Regions from separate parts of the Mus musculus genome. Here regions 2, 3, 4 and 5 are each linked to region 1. The links are chromatin contacts, called in public ChIA-PET and Hi-C maps. All regions are on one chromosome and are shown on one strand. Each heading gives the region's core, a stretch centred on a gene start, on an enhancer-like site or on the middle of the called end of the contact. The rest is flanking DNA. Distances are from core to core; before and after follow the strand shown. Region 1 has its middle 14 kb from the start of Gm29685. Region 2 holds the start of Pawr (PRKC, apoptosis, WT1, regulator). Region 3 has its middle 40 kb from the start of Pawr. Region 4 overlaps Ppp1r12a (protein phosphatase 1, regulatory subunit 12A). Region 5 overlaps Ppp1r12a (protein phosphatase 1, regulatory subunit 12A).

Evidence for each region. Hi-C and Micro-C count contacts between places; a contact is called where the count stands out from the background. ChIA-PET counts read pairs in DNA pulled down with a chosen protein or histone mark.
Region 2: a contact with region 1 is called in a Hi-C map of the N1E-115 cell line, with 5 times the contacts expected there. The contact joins the promoter of Pawr here to the enhancer-like site in region 1. A contact is called at or near these places in 2 of 39 promoter capture datasets (hematopoietic stem and progenitor cells and pre-B cells), 5 of 484 Hi-C or Micro-C datasets (the N1E-115 cell line, cardiomyocytes, cumulus cells and 2 more), 4 of 115 datasets of contacts at active chromatin or transcription factors (cardiomyocytes, memory CD8 T cells, stem cell-derived neural progenitor cells and 1 more) and 1 of 9 other capture datasets (liver).
Region 3: a Hi-C map of pancreatic cancer cells shows a contact between it and region 1, with 2.7 times the contacts expected there. The contact joins two enhancer-like sites. A contact is called at or near these places in 2 of 39 promoter capture datasets (embryonic stem cells and hippocampal neurons), 2 of 15 datasets of contacts at CTCF or cohesin (large pre-B cells and pro-B cells), 41 of 484 Hi-C or Micro-C datasets (the Ba/F3 cell line, the C2C12 cell line, the F1.1 cell line and 25 more), 19 of 115 datasets of contacts at active chromatin or transcription factors (bone marrow-derived dendritic cells, a colorectal cancer cell line, differentiating embryonic stem cells and 7 more) and 1 of 9 other capture datasets (embryonic stem cells).
Region 4: a contact with region 1 is called in a Hi-C map of muscle stem cells, with 1.6 times the contacts expected there. The contact joins two enhancer-like sites. A contact is called at or near these places in 1 of 15 datasets of contacts at CTCF or cohesin (large pre-B cells), 11 of 484 Hi-C or Micro-C datasets (the 3T3-L1 cell line, CD4 T cells, the N1E-115 cell line and 6 more), 4 of 115 datasets of contacts at active chromatin or transcription factors (cardiomyocytes, large pre-B cells, memory CD8 T cells and 1 more) and 4 of 9 other capture datasets (adipose tissue, embryonic stem cells, liver and 1 more).
Region 5: an RNA polymerase II ChIA-PET map of memory CD8 T cells shows a contact between it and region 1, with 54 read pairs. The contact joins two enhancer-like sites. A contact is called at or near these places in 1 of 15 datasets of contacts at CTCF or cohesin (pro-B cells), 24 of 484 Hi-C or Micro-C datasets (the 3T3-L1 cell line, the Ba/F3 cell line, CD8 central memory T cells and 17 more), 7 of 115 datasets of contacts at active chromatin or transcription factors (the HPC-7 cell line, astrocytes, cardiomyocytes and 3 more) and 1 of 9 other capture datasets (bone marrow-derived macrophages).

What each region holds. Positions count from the first base shown.
Region 1 is chr10:107,930,193-107,934,616 of GRCm38.p6, forward strand. No RefSeq gene overlaps it. Among named protein-coding and RNA genes, the nearest start is that of Gm29685, 14 kb to the right of the region's middle. Within about 2 kb of position 2,434, at least 141 of the 459 cell types and tissues checked have an H3K27ac peak or open chromatin away from gene starts, as enhancers often do. A contact at or near this core is called in the C2C12 cell line, the N1E-115 cell line, cardiomyocytes and 10 more, where this site is marked.
Region 2 is chr10:108,330,013-108,334,436 of GRCm38.p6, forward strand. It overlaps Pawr (PRKC, apoptosis, WT1, regulator), which reads left to right and starts at 2,177. Exons shown (of 7, transcript NM_054056.2): 1 at 2,177-2,236; 2 at 2,676-3,299. The coding sequence starts at 2,805. It overlaps Gm40755, which reads right to left and starts at 2,991. Exons shown (of 2, transcript XM_017314170.2): 1 at 1-2,991. The coding sequence starts at 2,721. The coding sequence ends at 1,765.
Region 3 is chr10:108,289,560-108,293,983 of GRCm38.p6, forward strand. No RefSeq gene overlaps it. Among named protein-coding and RNA genes, the nearest start is that of Pawr, 40 kb to the right of the region's middle. Within about 2 kb of position 2,337, at least 27 of the 459 cell types and tissues checked have an H3K27ac peak or open chromatin away from gene starts, as enhancers often do. A contact at or near this core is called in the C2C12 cell line, a colorectal cancer cell line and pancreatic cancer cells, where this site is marked.
Region 4 is chr10:108,234,952-108,239,375 of GRCm38.p6, forward strand. The region is part of intron 5 of Ppp1r12a (protein phosphatase 1, regulatory subunit 12A); the gene reads left to right. Among named protein-coding and RNA genes, the nearest start is that of Ppp1r12a, 75 kb to the left of the region's middle. Within about 2 kb of position 2,285, at least 38 of the 459 cell types and tissues checked have an H3K27ac peak or open chromatin away from gene starts, as enhancers often do. A contact at or near this core is called in the N1E-115 cell line and muscle stem cells, where this site is marked.
Region 5 is chr10:108,201,140-108,205,563 of GRCm38.p6, forward strand. All of the region lies in intron 2 of Ppp1r12a (protein phosphatase 1, regulatory subunit 12A), which reads left to right. Among named protein-coding and RNA genes, the nearest start is that of Ppp1r12a, 41 kb to the left of the region's middle. Within about 2 kb of position 2,507, at least 4 of the 459 cell types and tissues checked have an H3K27ac peak or open chromatin away from gene starts, as enhancers often do. A contact at or near this core is called in group 2 innate lymphoid cells and memory CD8 T cells, where this site is marked.

The DNA.
Region 1 (4,424 bases), core at 1,184-3,683:
TTGCAAATTCACACGCAAATAAAAGAAACTGTATTTATACATGCATTCATATCCTTGCCTGGAAGACAGATTTCCTTTGTTTCTGATGGACCTTTCTACAAAGTTTGCATGTGTAATATTTTAGGAGGCTGACCTCTTTTAAAAGGCACATCATCTTCCTGATTCTGCTAAGTAATCTACAGTAACTAAAATTGAACCCACGAAAGTCTCAGATTTTTCTGGATCCCCTCTGCTTAGTGCATGACAAATCACACTTAATTTATTCTTTGATGTCCCTGTACCATCCGTATCTCCTCAAATAGCATTATTGAAAATGAAAAAGAAGCCCCAACCTCAACCCCGCCCCAGTCAAATATTTCAAGCTGCATCCTGTATCAAGTCTTGGCATAAAGTCAACCTCTTTAGCCCAATATAGAGCACGTGGCAGTGATCCAAGTCATTGTGGCTGTTTGTGGACCCCAGATCACGTTTCAAAAAGAAGGGGTGGGGATCTGCTGACCTTCTCAGGACAGTGGCGGACAGCTCTTCTCATGACTGACACCTGATCCTTCTGCTAACATTAGCTCCTAATCAAAGATAGTGCCAAGATTGCATCAAGTGCCAGCCCACAAACCTATCCTCCTCCAAGACATGTTGGGCTTCCTGTCACCCGCTGAGTATCAGTGTTGGAATGCCTTTCCCTTTCAGATCCAAGGAAGCTGGGTCTTACTGCCATGTGAGATAAAGCTCAAGGCCACTCTGAATTGAGCTTTCTCGTTATTAATAGTGCATGCCAGCCTACTGTCATTGTCTTTGTATCCACTGATGCTCAGTGAGGTTCATAGCAAAGACATAGAGCATTCTAAAATCACCTATCCTAGAACACTTTTTTTTTTATATCCTGACCTCAATTTCCCCTTCCTTTTCTCCTCCCAGTCCCTTGCTCTCTTACCTTCCCCCTTCCACCCCTCCACCCACTCCTCCTCCGTTTGTCTTCAGAAAAGGGCAGGCCTCCCATAGACATCAACCAGCCATGACATATCAAGCTGCAGTAATACTAGGTACCTCCTCTCCTATGAAGGCTAGAGGAGGCAACCCAGTAACAGAAAGGGTCCCAAAGGCAGGAAATAGAGTCAGAGATAGCTCCTACTCCCACTGTTAGGAGTCCCACAAAAAAAAAAAACAAAACAAAAAAAAAAAAACAAAAAAAAAACAAGCCATACAACTGTAACATATGCTCTGGGGGTGTGGGTCAATCCCATGCAGGCTCCCTGATTGTCACTGAAGTCGTCTCTGTGAGGCCCTGTGAGCCCAGATTAGTTGATTCTGTGAGTTTTCTTGTGTCCTTGCCCCCTCTGGCTCCTACAATAATCCTTCCTCCACATCTTCCTCAGGATTCCTCAAGCTTTGCATAATGTGTGGCTATGAGTCTTTTCCATCTGTTTCCATCAGTTGCTGGGTGAAGCCAGTCTGCTAATAATTATGCTAGGCACTAATTTGTATTGAGAGAGAGAGAGAAAGACAGACAAACAGACAGACAGACAGATATAGAGACAGAGACAGAGAAAGACAGAAAAGAGAGGCAGAAACAGAGAGGCAGAGAGAGACAGACAGCGACAGAGAAAGACAGAAAAGAGAGGCAGAGGCAGCGCAGAGAGACAGAGAGAGAGGCAGACAGAAACAAAGACAGAGACAGAGAAAGATAGAAGAGAGAACGAGAGGGAGAGGGAGAGGGAGAGGGAGAGGGAGAGGGAGAGGGAGAGGGAGAGGGAGAGGGAGAGGGAGAGGGAGGCAAATGAAGTGACTCCTAATTATACTCTCCTAGAACAGTTCTGTCCTATGAGATTCCCTCAGTCACTGGGCCACTCTTTCCTGTCAGTCTCTCATCAATCACCCTTTGTTTAAAATGTGACTTTAGTTCTCACTGGGCTCAAATCATCCTCTGCTTTGTTCCTACTAAAGCACCAAGAGCAGAATGGCTGATGCCAGCCTGACACCCACGGGGTCTAAAGAAGGCGACTTTTTACCTTCTAAGTTCTCTAGTATTCATTTGTGCCGATGCTTAATGGCAGTATGAAAAATAACCCTGCCCTTGCCTCGGCAGTCTCTGAATCAGGAACTTGTTCTTAATCTAAAAGGGCCTTTAGGACGTTTGCTCTGAGCAGCCCCTACCTTATACATAAAAGTCTGTGATCATCTGAGGATTCCTAGCTCGCTGGATGTGGTCAAAGGAATCCTTGGCTTTCCTGGAGTTTATGCTTACTATATGAAAGTTCTGTTTCCTATACAGATTTTTATCTTCCTTGTATCTCCCTAAACAAATAATCTTTGAAGTCAGTTAAGATGAAAAAAAAAGAGAGAGAGAGAGAGAGAGAGAGAGTGGAATTATTTCACCCTGCCTTGTTTGTTTCCATGAGGGCTCTGAGTGAAAGGAAAAGATGAGTCACCCGGTTCTATTCCGTATTTGGTGGTCGGGACTCTTGGCTGTCATAACCAAAAGAGGGCAGCACTCCATGGGGTTTGAATTCTCAGGAAGCAAAGTCTTGGTTTCTCACTGAGCTCTACCATAGCAAGGCAAATGTGCTCTGTGTCACAGGTGATATAGAAAGGAGGAGAACACAGATCCAGATATACAAAAATAAGGGAAGAACAGCACACTTGGAACAGCAGTTAGGATAACCCTGTTTGTGAGCTGTGAAGACATTTCAGTGCAATGAGAATGATTGTCAGGTGGTTTTTCTTGGTTTGAAACATAATGAAAAAGCACTCAAAGCTCTATAATATTTTTAATATTGAGTGTACTGTGTCTGTGTGTGCATATGCACATGTATGCATATACCAAGCCTGGGTGTGGAGGTCGGAGGACAACTTGTGGGAATCAGTTCTTTCCTCTACCCTGTGAGATCTGGGAATTGAATTCCAGGTCATCAGTCTTGGTAGCTCATGCCTTTATCCACTGACCAATCCCACAAAGGTTTGGGGTAAGGAATATAACTTGACTCTCTCTCTCTCTCTCTGGGGAATATGCATCCAAGGGGGAAAAGAGACCCAAAGGAAAACCAGAAGATAATACAAAAAACTAAACCACTTTACAAAAAGTGAGGAACTGAACCAGTGGGGGGGGGGGCTGGTGGGGACACTATGAAATACAGAAGATGACTTTATTAAATAGACAAAGGTCAAAGGGGTCTGATGTGAGCCCTGAGGTTTCCTATCTGAAACTTAATCATAGAGTCAAGCCCTTGACCTATTAGGAATAGAGGAAGAAATAACTCATTTGGAAGCCACCATAATGAATTCATAATGAATTCAGTTTTGGGAACATTTCTCTTTCAGGGAAATCAAGTCCTTACTATACTGCTAAGATACAATGGGGTACAAGAAGAAATGCAGAAAGGAGATTGCCCCCAAAGATTGTTTTAAAAAGCAATCATGAATGCCTACTCTAAACTCCTTTATCCAGATAGAATCCCAGTGCTAACTACATGACTCACTTGTAGATACAGTGCTGGCCATTCATGAGTTATGCCCTCCTGACCTCACCCAACACTCTCTTTCTTCATTCTAATGTTATTTTAGTCATGTCTCATAGCAACATTTTGGGCAACAACTGGCCACACATACAGTGACAATTCTGTAAGATTGTATCTGCTAATAGTGACGTCATAGCCATTCCATTTGTGGAAACACTGTGATGTTCACATAACAATGAATGCATTTCTTAGAATGCATGTAATTTTTAAGAAATGTCTTATTGTGTTTGTACCTTGTAATAGTGATAACAAAACCCTTTTGTAATATAATTGTGAAAGCATCAATTAATTCCAACTATAATATTTTCTACATAAACCTGAAGACACAGTGATTTTTAAGTATCACTAGTATTTCTAGAAAACCACTAGCTAGACATTAAGTTTTGTACGTATCATTTCATTTAATCATGGAAATCATAAAACAATGGTGTAAGGTCGTTCTACCATCATCCCATTTTGCAGATCAGGAAATTGCAACACAGTGAGGTTAATATTAACTTGTAATAGGGCAAACTTCTCATCACATTTAGAATGGTCTGACCTCAGAGTCAATGTCCCTAAACACTACACCTACTTCCTTTCTGCCCAGATTCCTCCTCTCATGACATCATTTCCCTCTAGATCATGCTCCATGTCCCAGGGCATGGAGAGGTAACTATTTCCTCATACTGAAGGAATGGGCACCTCCAGAGGTAGGACTTAGTGTCACGAAGCCAGCTGTCATCATCTAACTGAACTAAATCTTCTCTGAGTCCCTACACACCAAGGTAGACAAGTGACAGACAAATACCTGTCATTGGGTGACCTAGTTGCTTTTTACTTACTTGATGTCTATAACAGGAGAGAGAGAGGGAGGGAGAGAAAGGGGATGGGAGGAAGGAAGAAAAGGGGGAGAAAAAAGAGGAAGGAAGG
Region 2 (4,424 bases), core at 927-3,426, 400 kb after region 1:
CCCAAATGTCAATATGTGGAGAAACCCAGCTCCCAGCCTTAGAGGGTTATTTCACCCGGTGGAGTCTGCACGTAAAGATGATATGCAAACATCTGGCCGTTGACGGTTGACTCAGCTAAACACTCTGCTATAATGTTGGAAGAAGCCTGGTTGTGCAATACATCTTTGGGAATATGGAGAATGCCAAAGCCAAGACAAAGGGTATAATAAGCGATAACAATAACAAAATGGAGTGCTTTGTACCTTAATAATCTCTTTCATCCACTCTTCCCTGGGGACTTTATAGACTAGCAACTGCTCTGGTTCCCACCTCTTACCTTTTATCTAAGGACCTGAGGCGCTTTCACAGTGCTCTGACGACGGAGGTATCATTAGCCCATTTTATATGCAGGTAAACAGAGGCACAGAAGTTAAGCAACTTACCCAAAGCCAAGCAAGCCAGCACTCCTGACTCAGAGACGATTAAGAGATAAATTTGTATTTATAAGTGTTACCCTTGTTCATTCAAGGTGTATTGCTTTCAAGTTAATACATATTCCTTACCTTGTCTTTTTCTCCTTTCTTCCACTTCCCAGACAGAAACCTATGATTGTTTGAAATCTTATTATCAGAAGTAGTCCTTGAATCAAGCACACCACAATCAGAGTCGACTCTTAAAACAGCTTTTAAAAACGAGGTACTGTATTTCATAGTAAAGAAAGCGACTGAATTCAGAGAATTTAAACATACATTAAAGATCCCTGTGGTAATTTACATATGCGTATCCAGGCTGAGCCTGTCCTCTTTCCAGCGCTGTGTTTAATCCTTCCAAGTGAGCATTCTCAGGTAACTAACTCAGGAATGTGAACCTATATAGCCAGGCTCCAGCTTGCCTCAGAAAACAAGCCCGAGAAACCAACACAGCACACCTAAGTTGGTACCAGCTAGGCTCGCAGTCAGCCTGGTTTTTTTGTTTTGTTTTTTTTTTTTAATCCTTCTTGGGTGGGGTGCGGGGAGAGGCCTTTTACCAAGCAACTTTCTAAGCCTTCTCCAAGTTAATCGTATGTCCAGCCCAACAGGCAGACCAAAGACCAGAATTGCTTCTGAGAAATGCAAGACTGTGAGTCACTATAGCCTGTGCCCATTGCTGTGGCGTGTTACCTGCTGCCTCCTTACCTACATTGTGTCACCTGAGCAAAACGACGATGAATCGTTCGGTCAGCCTATGTGCCTCCGGACTCTTACTGTTTGGGAAACACGGTTTCATAGCTCCTGAAAATGATGCACTCTGACATTGCACAGATGTGAGAGATAAGTCCCCTTAGCTCTGATCGCAGGTGAGGATGGACTGACTCATGCCTGGGCATAGAAAAGATGGAAAGTCAGAGACTCTCCAGCTTTAGGTCGATGGTGGGGAGATTTGCTGCTAAATCTGCCTATAAGCGGTGTAGAGACAGCGTGAAGACCGCATGGGTTGCCAACAAGATCTTGAAAGAATAAAAAACTCTTGATAATTCATCGATCATTTTAGCATCTCCTTTTAGCTAACTTTTTTTTTTTTTTTAAATCACGACACTCGCTGCTTTTGAAGGGGCTTGCTGGGTTTCTCAGTCTCCTACCTGCCACCCCCCTGGCGTCTAGAAAGAGGGAGGGAAGGGCGGCGAGGGAAAGGGACCATGTGGGTATTTCCCCACCCTGGCGAGCCAGGTCCTGAATCATCCCCTAGCTGGTAGCACTTTTCCTCCGGCAAGTCACAACTTTCCCTAGAATAATACGGTCTTGTACTTAAAAGGAAGAGTGGTGGGAGACCCGAGGGGCGGGGAAGAGGAGTGAGGAGAGAGAGGGGCGTGGATCGGCCGATCCCGCCCTAGAATCTGCGGAGCTGGAAGGCAGCCCGCAGTGAAGTTGCGAGCCTGGGTAGGAGGTGTCCGCTCTGAGTGCGATTCCCGGGAGGGAGGAGTCAGGGCGGCGGGAGGGGCGGGGCGCCGCGCACCTGAGCGCGGAGGGCGGGGCTTCGGCGGTACTTCTCCGCCCCCTTTCGGGCCGCAGGGACTCGGCCCTTTCCGCCCCGCTTCGGCCCCGCTCGGTTCCCGCCCCCCTCCGCCCCTCGCTCGCTCCCTCCCTCCAGCCAGGGACTGCCCCCAGCTCAGGCCGGCGAGTTTGCCGGGGCTGGTCGTGCGCGTCCCGGACGCTCCGGCTCACCTGGACAACCCTCATCCCCGCCACGCTCCTTGTCCCACCTAAAAACTTCTCGGAGGTAAGGGGCTCTTCCGGGCCACCCGCACGGGACTCGCGCACGGGTCTCCTCTCCGCTGGACACGTCCCCCCCGGTTCCAGCCGGCTGGTGGCTCTCCGCGTCCCGTCTCGGAATGGAGGCGTCTGCGGCGCGGAGCTCAGGCCCGCGCGAGCGGAATGGGAGTCCCGGGGAGCTGTGCACACAGGTGGCAGCGGCGCGGGTGTCCCGGTGCGGGGTCGGGGACCTGGGTGCGACGGGGAGGGCGGCGAGGGTGGGGCCCATCTCTTCCTCTCTCTTCCTTCCCCGGGGTCGGATTTCTCGGGGTGCACCGCAGAGGTACGTCCTGCGAACTTGGCGGCTGGGACGCGCGGCCACGCCGAGGGCGCGGCGATCGCTGTCTCGCGGCCACCCCGGGACCTGACGCCGCGCCCCCTCCCCCGCCCCGTGTGCTTCCTTGCAGAGCGTCGGTCCGGCAGCGCGCTCACCCCGCGCAGTCCCCAGCGCATTCTCGCTTCCCGGGCAGGCGGCGGCGCCGGCGGGAGACAGGAGTCGCGGCGTGAGGGGCGCCCCCGCCGGCCCCTCTGGGAACATGGCGACCGGCGGCTACCGGAGCGGCGGCAGCACCACCACGGACTTCCTGGAGGAGTGGAAGGCGAAGCGCGAGAAGATGCGCGCCAAGCAGAACCCCGCGGGCCCGGGGTCGAGCGGCGGGGATCCAGCCGCCAAGTCCCCCGCGGGATCGCTGACCCCGACCGCGGTCGCGGGAACCTCGGAGCTCAACCACGGCCCCGCGGGCGCGGCCGCACCTGCCGCCCCCGCGCCCGGCGCCCTGAACTGCGCTCACGGCTCGTCCACGCTGCCCCGCGCGGCTCCCGGCTCCCGGCGGGCGGAGGACGAGTGCCCTAGCGCCGCTGCGGCCTCGGGAGCGCCTGGGTCCCGGGGCGATGAGGAGGAGCCGGATAGCGCCCGGGAGAAGGGCCGCAGCTCGGGACCCAGCGCCAGGAAAGGCAAGGGGCAGATCGAGAAGAGGAAGCTGCGGGAGAAGCGCCGCTCCACCGGCGTGGTCAACATCCCCGCGGCGGAGGTGAGCCGGGCGGGGCGGGCCGGTGCGGGGCTCGGGGCCGCCTCCCGAGTCTTCCACCAGGGAGCTCCCTCGGTCCGGGGCCCGGAGTTCCCTTCCACTCTCTGCAGCGGGGATGGAGTTTTACTTGGAGTAAATGATTGCTGGGAAGTTACCCCGACCCAGAAAAGTTGGACACGTGCTCTTTTTTCCGCCCCTGGAACCGGATTATTGCTTTAGAATGATAGACAGTTGGTATTCCCCAGGATTTGGCAGCCTAGACTTCTGTCTGTCTGTCTGTCTGTCTGTCTGTCTCTGAGTCTGTGTGTGTGTGTGTGTGTGTGTGTGTGTGTGTGTGTGTGAGAGAGAGAGAGAGAGAGAGAGAGAGAGAGAGAGAGAGAGAGAGAGAGAGATCAAGTGTTAGGGAAATCGATTCGTGGAGGTGATGACGTCTTCTGATTTCCCACGTGTCCATCTCGGGCTATCAGGTTGTTTTATCTCCACTTCCCTAGCAGTGTTTACAAGCAAAGGCACCTTTAAAGAAAGCGTAGCCTTAGCAATAGCTAAGCGTTATCTCGCAGTAAACCCGTGTTAAAGTCGCCCCAGCGGTATTTTGGACAGCAGAGATGCTGTAGCAACTAAGTTCTGGAGTCTCAGCAACTAATTGTGGTCTTGAACAATCGGGAAAATATTTGTTGGAGGTGTGTGTTCTTTATGTTTGGTGTGTGTGTGTGTGTGTGTGTGTGTGTGTGTGTGTGTGTGTGTGTGTGTTATATCACCAAACATTTCTTCTAGCATCAGGAACGTTCTATTAGAGATCTTGAAACTTTGAAAGATTTTTAAGCAAGTGTATAATCACACCTTCATCTACCTGAAAGGAAGCAATTCCAAAACTCTGGGAAGTGGTTTGACCTCTGTTTTTCACTCGAGGAAGCCACATCTTTTACTCTATGGCTTTTTAGTTTTAACTCTCCACCCACAACTTTTTAATTCTTGGCCTTGTTAGCCATTAAAGGGCTGTTAAAATATTTACTAACTTTGGGCTGAGAATGTAGCTCAGTGATAAAGCATTTGCTTAGCACCATTAAGGCCCAGTGTTTGGTCCCCAGCACTGCTTAAACAAAACAAAACAAAACAAAACAAAACAAA
Region 3 (4,424 bases), core at 1,087-3,586, 360 kb after region 1:
CCTAACTTCCCTCCATCTGCCTGTCTTTTCTCTCTCAATCTCTCTCTCTCTCTCTCTCTCTCTCTCTCTCTCTCTCTCTCTCTCTCTCTCTCTCTCTCTCTCTCCCTATCTGCATGGCAACCTTATCGGCCTTGTTCCTTCGGACCAGTGAACCCACCCAAGAGCTGCCTTTATGCTTTAATTTAGTTTGAATTGGCTCTTCTCTTCGACGGAGGAAAAAAAAAAAAAAAAAAACAATGACCCACTGAGATCATTAGGATGAGATCTTGGCAAAGCTATAACTGATTAGTGTAGTCATGACATATTAAGAATTTGCTGGGTGCTGGAGAGATGGCTGCTCTTCCAGAGTTCCTAAATTCAATTCCCAACAACTACATGGTGGCTCACAACCATCAGTAATGGGATCCGATGCCCTCTGCTGGTGTGTCTGAAGACAGCCACAGTGTACTTACATACATTAAATAAATAAATAAATAAATAAATAAATAAGATTTGCTGGAACATCTTACCAAACAAAATTCAGTGGCTGGTAAATATTACAAAGGCTCATATAACTCCTGCCCAAGCTCATTGTAATGAAATATAATCTAAAACCACAGCGAGGTATTGCAGATGCAGAAGAAGGAAAACGTGGGCTAACTCGGCGACTTGGCAGCAACTGGAACTTTCATGTACTCAGACTGGGCATGTGACTATAGAGGAGGCTGAAAGTTTTTCTCATAGAATCACAAACTGTGGCCCACGCTCCAGAGATCCTTTACCTCTAAGTGCGTCCCGTGTGCGCGCTTGTCAGTCTCTTCCGCTCTGGACTACCTAGGAAGTGGGGATGACTGTCTTGCCTTGCGTAAATGGGTGAGATTGGTCGTAGCTCCAGACGATCATCTGCAGGGCTCCAGCACCCATTTCTCTCCCGTTTAAGACACATCAAACATATTTACATGGCTAGCTGCACTGGCATATTTGTGCCTATAATCATGGCTATTTGAGGGGTTGAGACAGAAGGAATGATGGGGTCCAGAAGTTTGAAGCAGCAGGACATATAAAGAGACTACACACACACACACACACACACACCTCTCTTTTGGGTTTTTGAGACAGTGGTTCTCTGTGTAGCCCTGGTTTTCCTGGAACTCAATCTGTTGACAAGGCTGGCCTCAAACTCAGAGATCCTCCAGCCTGTCTCCTAAATACTGGAACTAAAGATGTGTGCCACCACACCCAGTTCAGTTATTCTTTCCAATACTGTCCAGAATCTATAGCTGGGGGCATTTAGTGTCATATAAAATGCAGAGCCGCTGTCCCGTAACCCAGACCTTGGTATTATTTTTTATAATGTAAACCTATCTTTTTAGCTGGGCGGTGGTGGCGCACACCTTTAATCCCAGCACTTGGGTGGCAGAGGCAGGCAGATTTCTGAGTTCTAGGCCAGCCTGGTCTACAAAGTGAGATCCAGGACAGCCACGCCTATACAGAGAAACCCTGTCTTGAAAAACAAAAACAAAAACCTATTTTTTTTTTTTATGTATATGGGTGCACTGTAGCTGTAGAGATGGTTGTGAGCCTTCATGTGGTTGTTGGGAATTGAATTTTTAAGACCTCTGCTCACTCCAATCAGCCCCACTTGCTCTGGTCAACTCCGCTTGCTCAGCAGAGCTGCTGTAGCTGTTTTCAGATGCGCCAGAAGAGGGCGTCAGTTCTCATTATGGATGGTTGTGAGCCACCATGTGATTGCTGGGATTTGAACTCAGGACCTTTGGAAGAGCAGTCAGTGCTCTTACCCACTGAGCCATCTCACCAGCCCCAAAACCTATCTTTTTAAAAGGAAAAAATGGAAAGTAGAAGAGAAAACAGTGAGGAAAAAGATCGTGGTCCCTAGGTAGCAAGAGTAGAGTTCTATAGGAAGGAAGATCCACGCTGGTGCTTGGTTACAGAAGGGCAAGCAAGGGGGTCCTGTAGACTTTACACGACTGTAAGGAACACTTCAGCCACAAGAAAATGGTCAGTGTTTGGGAAGACGATAAGTCTCCTGACACGTTACACAATGTGCACATCTATCAACGATCACATGATATGCCATTAAAGACAAAATTACAGTTTTCTCCATTAATTTGAAAACGAGAAAAAGCATGGGAGAATAGGAGTCGCTTTGTCGGTAGTAATTTTTTTATTTCGTTTTTCCTCTGTGGTTTTTGTCGTCAGTTTTTAACGTAACCCTGTATTTTGGTGGATAGGATTAGCCTAGAGTAGAGAGCTTTCCAGATGGTAGGATGGGTACAGGCATTTGTGTGACGAAGTGAGTCATCTTCCGGTCAGCTGTTGGTTCAGGCACAGGATCATTAGAAGGGTGGAGAGATGTTGGGGCGTTAGAACGAAACAAGCCCTGCCCTATACAAAGGCAATTAGCCTCAGATGACTGCTGAATTCTTTCTGTCGTAAACTCACCTACCCAAGAGGGCTGAGTGTGTTTTGTTTGTACTTTTACTTTAAATTTCCAAATTGGCATTACATTAAAGTACTCTAGTGTGCAAATACCACTACTGTGTACATTTAGAGGAAATTCAGAAAGGGGCATAAAAAAGGAGAGGAATAAAGTTGTAGGGTGGAAATTTGGGAGTGGGTTTTTTTTTAAGGCAGTAGCTCTAAAATATCTCCCCACCCGCCATCCTCAACCCCACCCCTGGAACACACAAGATGGGTGACTTTCACATTCCAGTGTTTTCCAGTGTGGTAGCCCGGGGCCTAGATGGGATGCACTGGAGATCCTGAGACATTCCTTAATGCCTGTGGTGAGAGTCTTCCCACTCCCTTTTTTCCCATAACTGGTCAGGAAAGCACATTAGAGTTAGAAACAATAGGAAGAATGTTATAATCAGAAAACCCAGAGTCTGCTCTACTTTTTTACAGTAAAGAACCAGCAAACTGTAGTCCTTTGTGTAACAAATATTTACTGACCGTTTCCTCTGTGCAAAGCTCTCTATTCAGTTTACTATTGATACAGTATTTGTTATTATTATTATTATTATTATTATTATTATTATCATCATCATTATTATTATTATCATCATCATCATCATCATCATCATCACCACACAGATTGTGACTGGTTTATCTAAGCTACTTATGAAAAGCAAAGGGGACACTCAGAAGAACTGTGTTCTGAGTAATTCTAAATGCTACAATCTTGGTGTATGAACAAATGAGATGTTTAATGAGTTGAGAGGCTCACCAAGGAGAAGGTTTGGGAGGTGGGGGAGGGGGTAACACGCTTGCTCTACAGGAATTAGGACCCCAGTTAGGATCCCGGGCACCTACCTATAGGCTGGTCATGAACCGGAGCCAACTGCTCCCCAGGAGCAAAGGGATGGAGATGGATCCATGTGGCTGACCAGCCTAGACAATCCATGAGCTCCTAGTTCAGTGAAATGGCCCTGTCTCCAGCACTAAAACCCGTGGGATGGAAGGCAAAGGAGGAGAGTACCCAGAGTTCCCCTTTCGTCTCCCCGGACACCCACAGAAACGCTTCCACACACGTACATATACCACATCCAGATACCTCCGTCTAATGACCTAGAAAAGCTCAGCCTGCAGGAAGCTCAGAAGCTCTTGAAGTCTCTGGAGCATCTTTTGAGCGTCGCCTGGAGAGAAGTAAAGTAAAACAAGAAATCCCAAGCTCGCCGGGGAAGTGGTGGCGCGCACCTTTAGTCCCAGCACTCGGGAGGCAGAAGCAGGCGGATTTCTGAGTTCGAGGCCATCCTGGTCTACAGAGTGAGTTCCAGGACAGCCAGGGCTACACAGAGAAATCCTGTATTGAAAAACCAAAAGAAAGAAAAAAGAAAAAAGAAATCCCAAGCTCTGCTCTTGCACAGTTTACTGTCTTCACTTCCTATGCAAGACATTCTGCCTCTGCTGCTTCCAAACGCATTTGCTGGGCATCTTTCTTGGTGAGCGCTAACATCCCTGCCCAGGTGTGTCCAGGCTTTTTTTTTTTTTTTTTTTTTTTTCAAGATTTATTTATTATTATATGTAAGTACACTGTAGCTGTCTTCAGACACACCAGAAGAGGGAGTCAGATCTTGTTACGGATGGTTTTAAGCCACCATGTGGTTGCTGGGATTTGAACTCCGGACCTTCGGAAGAGCAGTCGGGTGCTCTTACCCACTGAGCCATCTCACCAGCCCCCAGGCTTTCTTTTTATCACCCAAAATGTTTCCTTCCTACGCGGCCTTCATGATCACGAGGGAGTGCAGTACTTTGTACACGTTCTTGAAATAGGTTCTTTTCCTGGCACTTTCTATTTTTTACTGTCCCCAAATCATCTTCAAGATAAAGCCTGAATTCTTCAGGTTTGTTATCAAGGACCTCTTTGTAAACTGGTTACCAAACCTTCTCGCTCGCTCTCCCCTTGTTTTAAGAGTCTACCTCAT
Region 4 (4,424 bases), core at 1,035-3,534, 300 kb after region 1:
CCATCTGAACTCTGGCCTGCATTTCAGCTTTCCTCCAGTATCCTAACAGACTGCCTATTCACTCACATTGCTAGTGCTGATAATTGGTTGATTTAGTTAGTATCAGTGACTTTCCAAGAACACTAGAGGGGAGGGGTAGGAGCTTTTTTGATTTTTGTTTGTTTGTTTGTTTTGTTTTGTTTTGTTTTGTTTTAATGGATTGAAATAGTTTTCCAAAAAGAATATATAACTTCTGATTATGAGCATATTTTCTTTCCCTGGCTGGATTGGTGGTCTCCTTAGACATATTTAGTACATAATCTGTATGAGAAAAATAATTTAATTTTGCCTTTGGCCTGTATTTGTTTTCTTCTTAGGTATAACTCATAATTATGCATTGGGAGACAAGAAAATAAAATCATTTTATTTCATAACATTGAGTTTTCTTATTAGTATTAGAGCAGTTTCTTTAATCAGCATAAACTTGTATGTGGTTAATGGCTCTCTATACATGACTTTGAGATCAGTGTGTCACGTGTTCTGTCCTGTCCCACCCTCTCCAGATCTATTATTTAATGTTCCCCTCTCACCAGTTCCCCAGAGATTGTGTACTGAATGATTTCCTTAAAGCCTCCCTGTGAGGGGTTTTCTTTAGTTTTCTGTTTCTCTACAATGTTTATTTTTATTTGTACCAATATTTCTTTTATAAAATATTCAAACTCTTATCGTAAATAATTTATTTTAAAAATGTAAGACTTTAAAAACATTATAATAGACATAAGATAGAATTCTAAATGTTTTGTACTGTATTTAATCATAGTTTTAAAGTTTTTATTAAAGAATTCAATATTTACATAACTTTCCTTTGTGAGTTAAACTGTCTTCTCTGTTTTTTCTTTTTGCTTAATTTTTTCTTATTAGATTTTCATTTTATTTTATATATATATAAATGTTTTGCCTGCATATATGTATATATGTACACCACACACATGCCTGGTGCCTGCACAGGTCAGAAAATGTTGTCAGGTCTTCTGGACTGGAGTTAGAGATGGTTGTGAGCCACCGTGTGGATGCTGGGAACAGAAGTCAGGGCCTCTGCAAGGCAACAGTACTTACTTTTTTTTTTTTAAGAGTTATTTATTTTATGTATGTGAGTACACTGTAGCTGTTCTTCAGGCACACCAGAAGAGGGCATCAGATTCCATTACAGATGGTTGTGAGCCACCATGTTGTTGCTGGGATGTGAACTCAGGACCTTCGCAAGAGCAGTTGGTGCTCTTAACCACTGAGCCATCTCTCCAGCCCCTGCAACAGTACCATCTCGCTAATCAGTCTGCTTTATTTCTACTGATTGGACTTAAAAATAGCAAACACAGAAGTGGATGCTCACAGTCAGCTATTGGATGGATCACAGGGCCCCCAATGGAGGAGCTAGAGAAAGTACCTAAGGAGCTAAAGGGATCTGCAACTCTATAGGTGGAACAACGATATGAACTAACCAGTATCCACCCCCCCACCCCCCACTCCACCCCCCCACCCCCTCCCCCCTGAGCTCATGACTCTAGCTGCATATGAATCAGAAGATGGCCTAGTCGGCCATCACTGGAAAGAGAGGCCTATTGGTCGTGCAAACTTTATATGCCTCAGTACAGGGGAACGCCAGGACCAAGAAGTGGGAGTGGGTGGGTAGGGGAGTGGGGGGAGAGTATGGGGGACTTTTGGGATAGCACTGGAAATGTAAATTAAGAAAATACCTAATTAAAAAAAAATAGTATGTCATGGTGTATCTGTTTGTCTCCCCCTCCTCTACTTTAAATAGGGTTTCTGCATGGCTGTCCTGGAACTCAATGTGTAAACCAGGCTGGCCTTGAACTCATGGAGATCTGCCTGTCTCTGCTTCCCAAATCCTGGGATTAAAGGCATGTGACACCAATTCCAGAACCTCTTTCTTTTTGAGAAAATGTTTTCTCTAATAGCTCAAGACTATCTTCCACGCACTGTGTCTAGGCTGACCTCTCTTCTACCATAGACTTTCTACTGCCAGGATTATAGAGGTGAACCCCCATACTTGGCATATCTTATATTTAAGTAGAAAAAACTCATTTTGAGCCAATTGTGTAAGCCTACTATATGAATTTATCATGTCATTTCATTCTTTAGTTAGTGCCTTTTAAAGAATTACCTTTATTTTCTATGCATGGGTACTCTGCTGCATGTTTGTCTGTACACGTGTATGCACAGAGTACAAGGAGGCCCGAAGAAGTAGTTGGAATTTCTGGAACTGGAGCTGTAGATAGTTGAGTCACCATGAGAGTTCTGAAATTTGAGCTTGTTTCCCATCAGAGCAATCAGTGGTCTGAACCTCTGAGTCATCTCAACATGTCCCATTTGTTAGTACTCTTTTAACCAAACCTTTGAAAACAAAGTAAATGTTCTTAAGTACTATGAGTATTTATGTGAATTAACTAACAGTCAGAAACATAGGTTAGGACCTCCACACACGCCAACATGCATGTTCAAACCATACACAAGGAATATATGATATGTGGAAATAATATTAATATAGAAATGTATAAATTCTATACAATCAATAAAAACTCCTACATGGAAGTTGATGTTCTAGAAGTAAATAGAATTTTTTTTCTCAACTTTTTAACTTGTTGGCAAACTATAAATTATCATTTTAGCTCTTAATATTGATTTTAAATATAAAAGCTTTTATTTTGCTTTGTTGGCTTATTAAAATAATTCTTTACAAGTATGTACCTATTGTCTCTTCCTTAATATCAAGGATAATACTTTTCTTATTGGAATTTCTGTTAATGCACAATGATTAGAATATGTTACTAGCTTGATGCTGTGCAGGTTTAAGTGTTTCTGCCACTACTGAGCAGTGGTGTTTGTTTTCCATTATGACCCTGCCTGACCTCGTTGTTTCTTGCTATGAAATCAAATTAAAGGCTCCAGCAGTACAGAGCTAGATCATGTTCCCCGTTCTCTATCAGCTAGACACTCGGGCTTTCCATCTGAACGATGGAAAGCATCATCAGTTCTGTACCAGCTGCCTTCACTACTAGTTCCACCAAAGACTAAAAGAATTAGGTCTGCAAAAGCAATTCATTTAAAACAGCTGAGAAAAAACTGCAGCGAGGGGGAAGTAAATCAAGCCATGTTCTTGCTAGATCTGTGGCTTCGCTAACTTGTAGGTATATTGAACTGATGTTCAAGCAGCTTGTTCTGTTCCCTTGCTTTGACACGAGCTCCTACTTCCCAGTGTCTCATCACTGCGTCCTTGGTTGTTTCCAGCTGCTCTACCTGACTGAGCTGCTTTCCTGTGCTTGCGTCCCAGTAGTGAAGCCAGAGCCCGTGGGGAGAGTTACAGTGTTCAGTCTCCTTCCGCTTCTTAGTGTCTTTCAGATTGCATGACAGTCGTGGTTATGTGATTGGTACGTGTGGCTGGGTGGTAGAGGTGTGCAGTTTACATTGGAAATTTTTCTCTGTGTATAGGCCACATTTTACTTGAGTTTTCATTCTCTATGAGCTGCTGTTTGCAAAGCAGAGTCATTAATGAAAGGAGAAAATGAAAAGAAAGGTTAGTAAGGGAACCCCGTTTCTAACTATTAAAAGAGAAATTCCTTGGTTATTAAAAGAACCCTTTCTTATTTAACTGCTTCAAAAATGTAATTACAATTTAAAAGTTCAGGGTGGTATTTTATTTGTACGAGTTGGTAAATTTTAAGGAGTAATTGAGTTATTTGACCATAAGAGCATGATCTTGAGTCTGTAATATGATTTTAGATAAAAGTTGCATTAAGTTAGAAGAGTTTCTAAAATTTTTGAATTGTACAGAAATACAAAATTGAAATTAACATACTACGTTAAAATTTGGATCAGTTGTTTTATAACAGGATTTTTTTTTAACTCAATTTAATTCTTAGCTTTTAAGGCAGAAATGGGGAATTTTGTTACCACGGGGAATAAAAGTAGACTGACAAATGATCCTTTGAAGTAATTTTAAAACTGATCATTGCGGTTGCTGCATATGCACACACACAGTGCATGTACACCTGCACGTATCCATACATCTTTAGTCAAGTTTTAGAAGATAATCAAGTCAAAAGGCCTCAAATCCTAGAGTTACCACATCGGTCCACTTTGAACGTGGGAGTAGCCCACAAACAGAATTGTTTTGTTCGTGGTGGTGCTTCATTTGCCTTTATTATTGTAATTTGTGTGTGCAGTTGAGTGCAGGTGCGCTTGAGTGTAGGCCGCAGAGCCCTTAGACCTGGAGCTCTAGGCAGTCACCACTCTGCAGGAGCGGCCTGCTCTTAGCCGGCAGCAGTGCTTACGTTAGGCGGAAAGCCAAAGCAAATGATTTACATTAGCAAAATGAGCCGAGGCAGGGAATTGTGTTTCCCAGTAAAAGGGAGTGAAGTAGTCATACA
Region 5 (4,424 bases), core at 1,257-3,756, 270 kb after region 1:
TTTTGTTTGTTTGTTTGTTTGTTTTGAGACGGGTTTCTCTATGGTAACAATGCTCTGGCTGTCCTGGACTCGCTTTTATAGACCAGGCTGGCCTTGAACTCATGGAGGTCTACCTGCCTCTGCTTCCTAAGTGCTGGGATTAAAGGCATGCGCCACCATGCCTGGCATGCTAACTGTTACTTTTTCTTCAAAAATAATGTAAAAGTTAGGTACTTAGGCTTTGAGTCAGCTAATATGGATTACAAGTGCTTCCTCGCCAATTCCTGCGAGTTGTGATTTGGGCAGGCTCAGTCTTCTAGTTTCAGTTTTCTCTTCTCTAAGATGGGATAATAGGACTGTTGTGAGGCTTAACTAGGGTGACCTGGTACACACAGTACAGTATGGCACATAAGAAATACTGGTACACACAGTACAGTATGGCACATAAGAAATACTGGTACACACAGTACAGTATGGCACATAAGAAATACTGGTACACACAGTACAGTATGGCACATAAGAAATCCGTGGCGTGTATTATCTTTTGATAGTTATCTTTTTGTTTCCTCTGGTAAAATGAAACTCAACCTCTTTCTTCAAATGCTAATGCTTGTACTTTTTAAAATACAGCTTTTGAGACTGAAAAAGCAATAACAGTTCTATATAATTTCCTTGCATAGATTTGATTGAGTCATAAACCTGCTGAGTCATTTGGTATGTTTTTAGTTACATGTAAAAGATTACCATAGTTCCAGAATTATGACTTATGCAGCCACATCTTAAGAGCTTAATTTAAAAAGGGTTAAGAATAAAAATTACCTTCTTCATATTTTACAGAAGTCACTTCTTTATGGCTAAAAAAGAATCCATTGTATATATTAATTACATTCTTTGTCTATTCCTCTGTTGATTGACACCTAGGTGGAGTCCATAACTTGGACTATTTAAATTGGCTATTGTAAACAGTACTACAATAAACATCTATGTGCCAGTATCATATTGGTACATTGGTGTATTAGTTAGGGTTCTGTTGTTGTCATAAAACACTAACTTGACGAAAAGCAAGGACTTTTTCAGCTTACAAGTCTTAGGTCACACTTCATCATTGAGGAAACTAAAGGCAGGAACCTGGAGATAGGAACTAAAACAGGGGCAGTGGAGGAGTACTGCTCACTCTTAGCTTGTGCAGTCTGCTTTCCTATACAACCCAGGACCACCTGCCTGGGGTGGTGCTACCCACAATAGGCTGCGCCCTCCCCATCATCCGCTAATTAAGAAAATGCTGCACTGGGATGCCTTCAGGCAGGCCAGTCTAATGAAAGCATTTTCTCAATTGAAGTTTCCTCTTTCTAGATGCCCTGACTTGTGTCAAGTTAATATAAAAACCAGCCAACGCAGGTGACTTGTAGTTTTTGGTATAGCAGGGGTATGTGCTAGATCCATACCCCTATGGATATGAGAGCTTAGTGGCTATGCTAGTTTACATTCTGAACAGCAGCATATCAGGGTTCTCTTTTGTCACATCCTCACCGTGATTTGCTGTTACTGTTTTCTTAATGACTGCCATCATCACTGGGATGAGATAGACTCTCACTGTGATTGTGATTGGCATTTCTCTGATGGCTAGTGAAAATAACATTTTCAATGTTTCCTGGCCATTTATACTTCATCTTCTGGGAACTGTCTTCTGTTTTCACTAACCCATGTACTGATTGTTTGATTTCTTGTATAGTTCTTTTTTTAATCCTTGTGGCCTAGATACTAATTATGTCAAAAATGAAAGCTAACAACTTTTTTCTCCTGTTACATAGGCTGTCGCTTGATGATTTCCTTTGCTAAACACAAGCTTTTGTAGTTTAATGGAATTCCATTTGTCAGTTGTTGGTATTATTTTATGAGAGATTGGGGTCCTGTTCAGGAAATCTGAGCCTATTCCCATTTGTTAAGTGTTTTCTCTTTTACTTAGGCAGATCTTTGATCTGCGCCCATTTGGTCTTTACACAGGGTGAGAAATAGGGACCCAGTTTCATTCTGTTATATGGGTGGCTGTACAATTTCACCATGGCCACTGTTTGTTGAAGAGGTTGTTTTCAATGTTTATGTTTTGGAGTATTTTTCAAAATCGGGTGGTTACATTTGGCTTGACTCCTCTGTTCTACTGACCTCTGTGTCTGTTTTGTGCTGGTGTACTCTGTAATATAATTGCAGTAGGGTATGCTAATACATTACTCCAGCATTTTGTTTTTGCTCAGCATTGCTTTGACGAGCAAGCATTTTGTGCTTCTATATGTATATTAAGGGTATTATTATTATAATTATAAAGAATAACCCTGGAATTTTGATGAGTTGTGTATAATCTATAGGTTGTTTTGGTAGTGTGTCCTTTTCTATAATAATACACTTGTCTTAGGGATTCTATGGCTGCAACAAAACACCATGACCAAAAAGCAAGCTGTGGAGGAAAGGGTTTACTCAACTTCCATATTGCTGTTCACCACCAAAGGGAGTCAGGGCAGGCAGGAAGTCAAGCAGGGTAGAAACCTGTAGGTAGGCACTGGTACAGATGCCATGAACAGATGTTGTTTACTGGCTTGCTCAGCCTGATTTCTTACAGAACCTAGGACCATCAGCCCAAGGATAGCACTACCCACAATAGATGGGTCTCCCTTCATCAGTCACTAATTGAGAAAAGGCCTTATGCCTGGATCTTAGGGAGGCATTTTCTCAATTGAAGCTTCCTCCTTTCAGGTAACTCTAGTTTGTGTCAAGTTAACCTAAGGCTAGGCAGCATGACATGTTTCTAGTTTATGAGCATGGCAGATCTCTCCATCTTCTGATGTCTGTCTGTTTTCTTCCTGACTGTTTTACAATTTCTATTGTAGTATCCTTTCACTGCCTTCGGTAGGTTTGGTGTATTGTAGTTAGAGTTTGTCTGACTGTTTTACAGTTGCTGTTGTGGAATCCTCTCACTGCCTTCAGTGGGTCTAGTATATTACAGTTAGAGTTTTTGTTTGTTTGTTTGCTTGGGGTTATTTTTGGAGGCAGTTATGAAGAAGTATTTTTGCTTTCTTAAATATTTGCTATTGAAGTATAGTAATGTTGTTGGTCTTTTATGTTGATTTTTATATTTTGCTATCTTGCTGATAGTTTTTATCGAATCTAAGAGCCTTCTGGTGGAGTATTGGGTATCTCTTTAATTTTAGAACTGTGTCATCTTGATGTTTTCTACTTAGGCCTCATTTATTTCCTCTCTGTGGCTACTGTGCTCCCATATTGATTTTTTATTGGAATATTTTCTTTACTTACATTTCAAATGTTATCCCCTTTCCCAGTTCCCCTCTCTCCTGGAAATATGCTATCACATCCTCCCTACCCCTGCTTCTATGAGGGTGTTCCTGCACCCACCCACTCCTACCTCCCCACCCTCAATTCCCCTACACTGGGGCATCAAGCCTTCATAGGACCAAGGACCTCTCCTCCAATTGATGCATGACAAGGTCATTCTCTGCTACATATGCAGCTGGAGCCATGGGTACTCCTTTGTTGATGGCTTAGTCCCTGGGAGCTCTGGGGAGTCTGGTTGGTTGATATTGCTGTTCTTCCTGTAGGGCTGCAAACCCCTCCAACTCCTTCAGTCCTTTTTCTAACTCCTTTATTGGGGACCCAATAGAGTGCTGGTGCTCAGTCCAATATTTGGCTGCAAATATCCACCTCTGTATATGTAAGGCTCTGGCAGGACCTCTCAGGAGACAGCCATATCAGGATCCTTTCAGCCTGCACTTCTTGGCATCCAAAATAGTGTCTGGGTTTGGTAACTGAATATGGGTGAATCCCCAGGTGGGACAGTCTCTGGGTAACCTTTCCTTCAGTCTCTGCTCAACACTTGATCTCCATATTTGTTCCTGTGAGTATTTTGTTCTTCTAAGAAGGACCGAGTCACCCACACTTTGGTCTTCCTTCTTCTTGAGCTTCATGTGGTCTGTGAATTGTATCCTGGTTATTTGGAGCTTTTGAGCTAATATCCACTTATCAGTGAGTGTATATCATGAATGTTCTTTTGGGATTGGGTTACCTCACTCAGGATTACATTATCTAGTTTTATCCATTTACCTACGAATTTCATGAATTCATCTTTTTTAATAGCTGAGTAGTACTCCATCGTGTAAATGTACCACAGTTTCTGTATCCATTCCTCTGTTGAAGGACAGCATTTTAACAAATAGTGCCGGTTCAACTGGTGGTCAGCATATAGAAAAATGCAAATCGACCCATTCCTATCTCCTTGTACAAAGCCCAAGTCCAAGTGGATCAAGGACTTCCACATAAAACCAGATACACTGAAACTTATAGAGGAAAAAGTGGGGAAGAGCCTCGAACACATGGGCACAGGGGGAAATTCCTGAACAGAATGCCAATGGCTTATGCTCTAAGATCAAGAAACGACA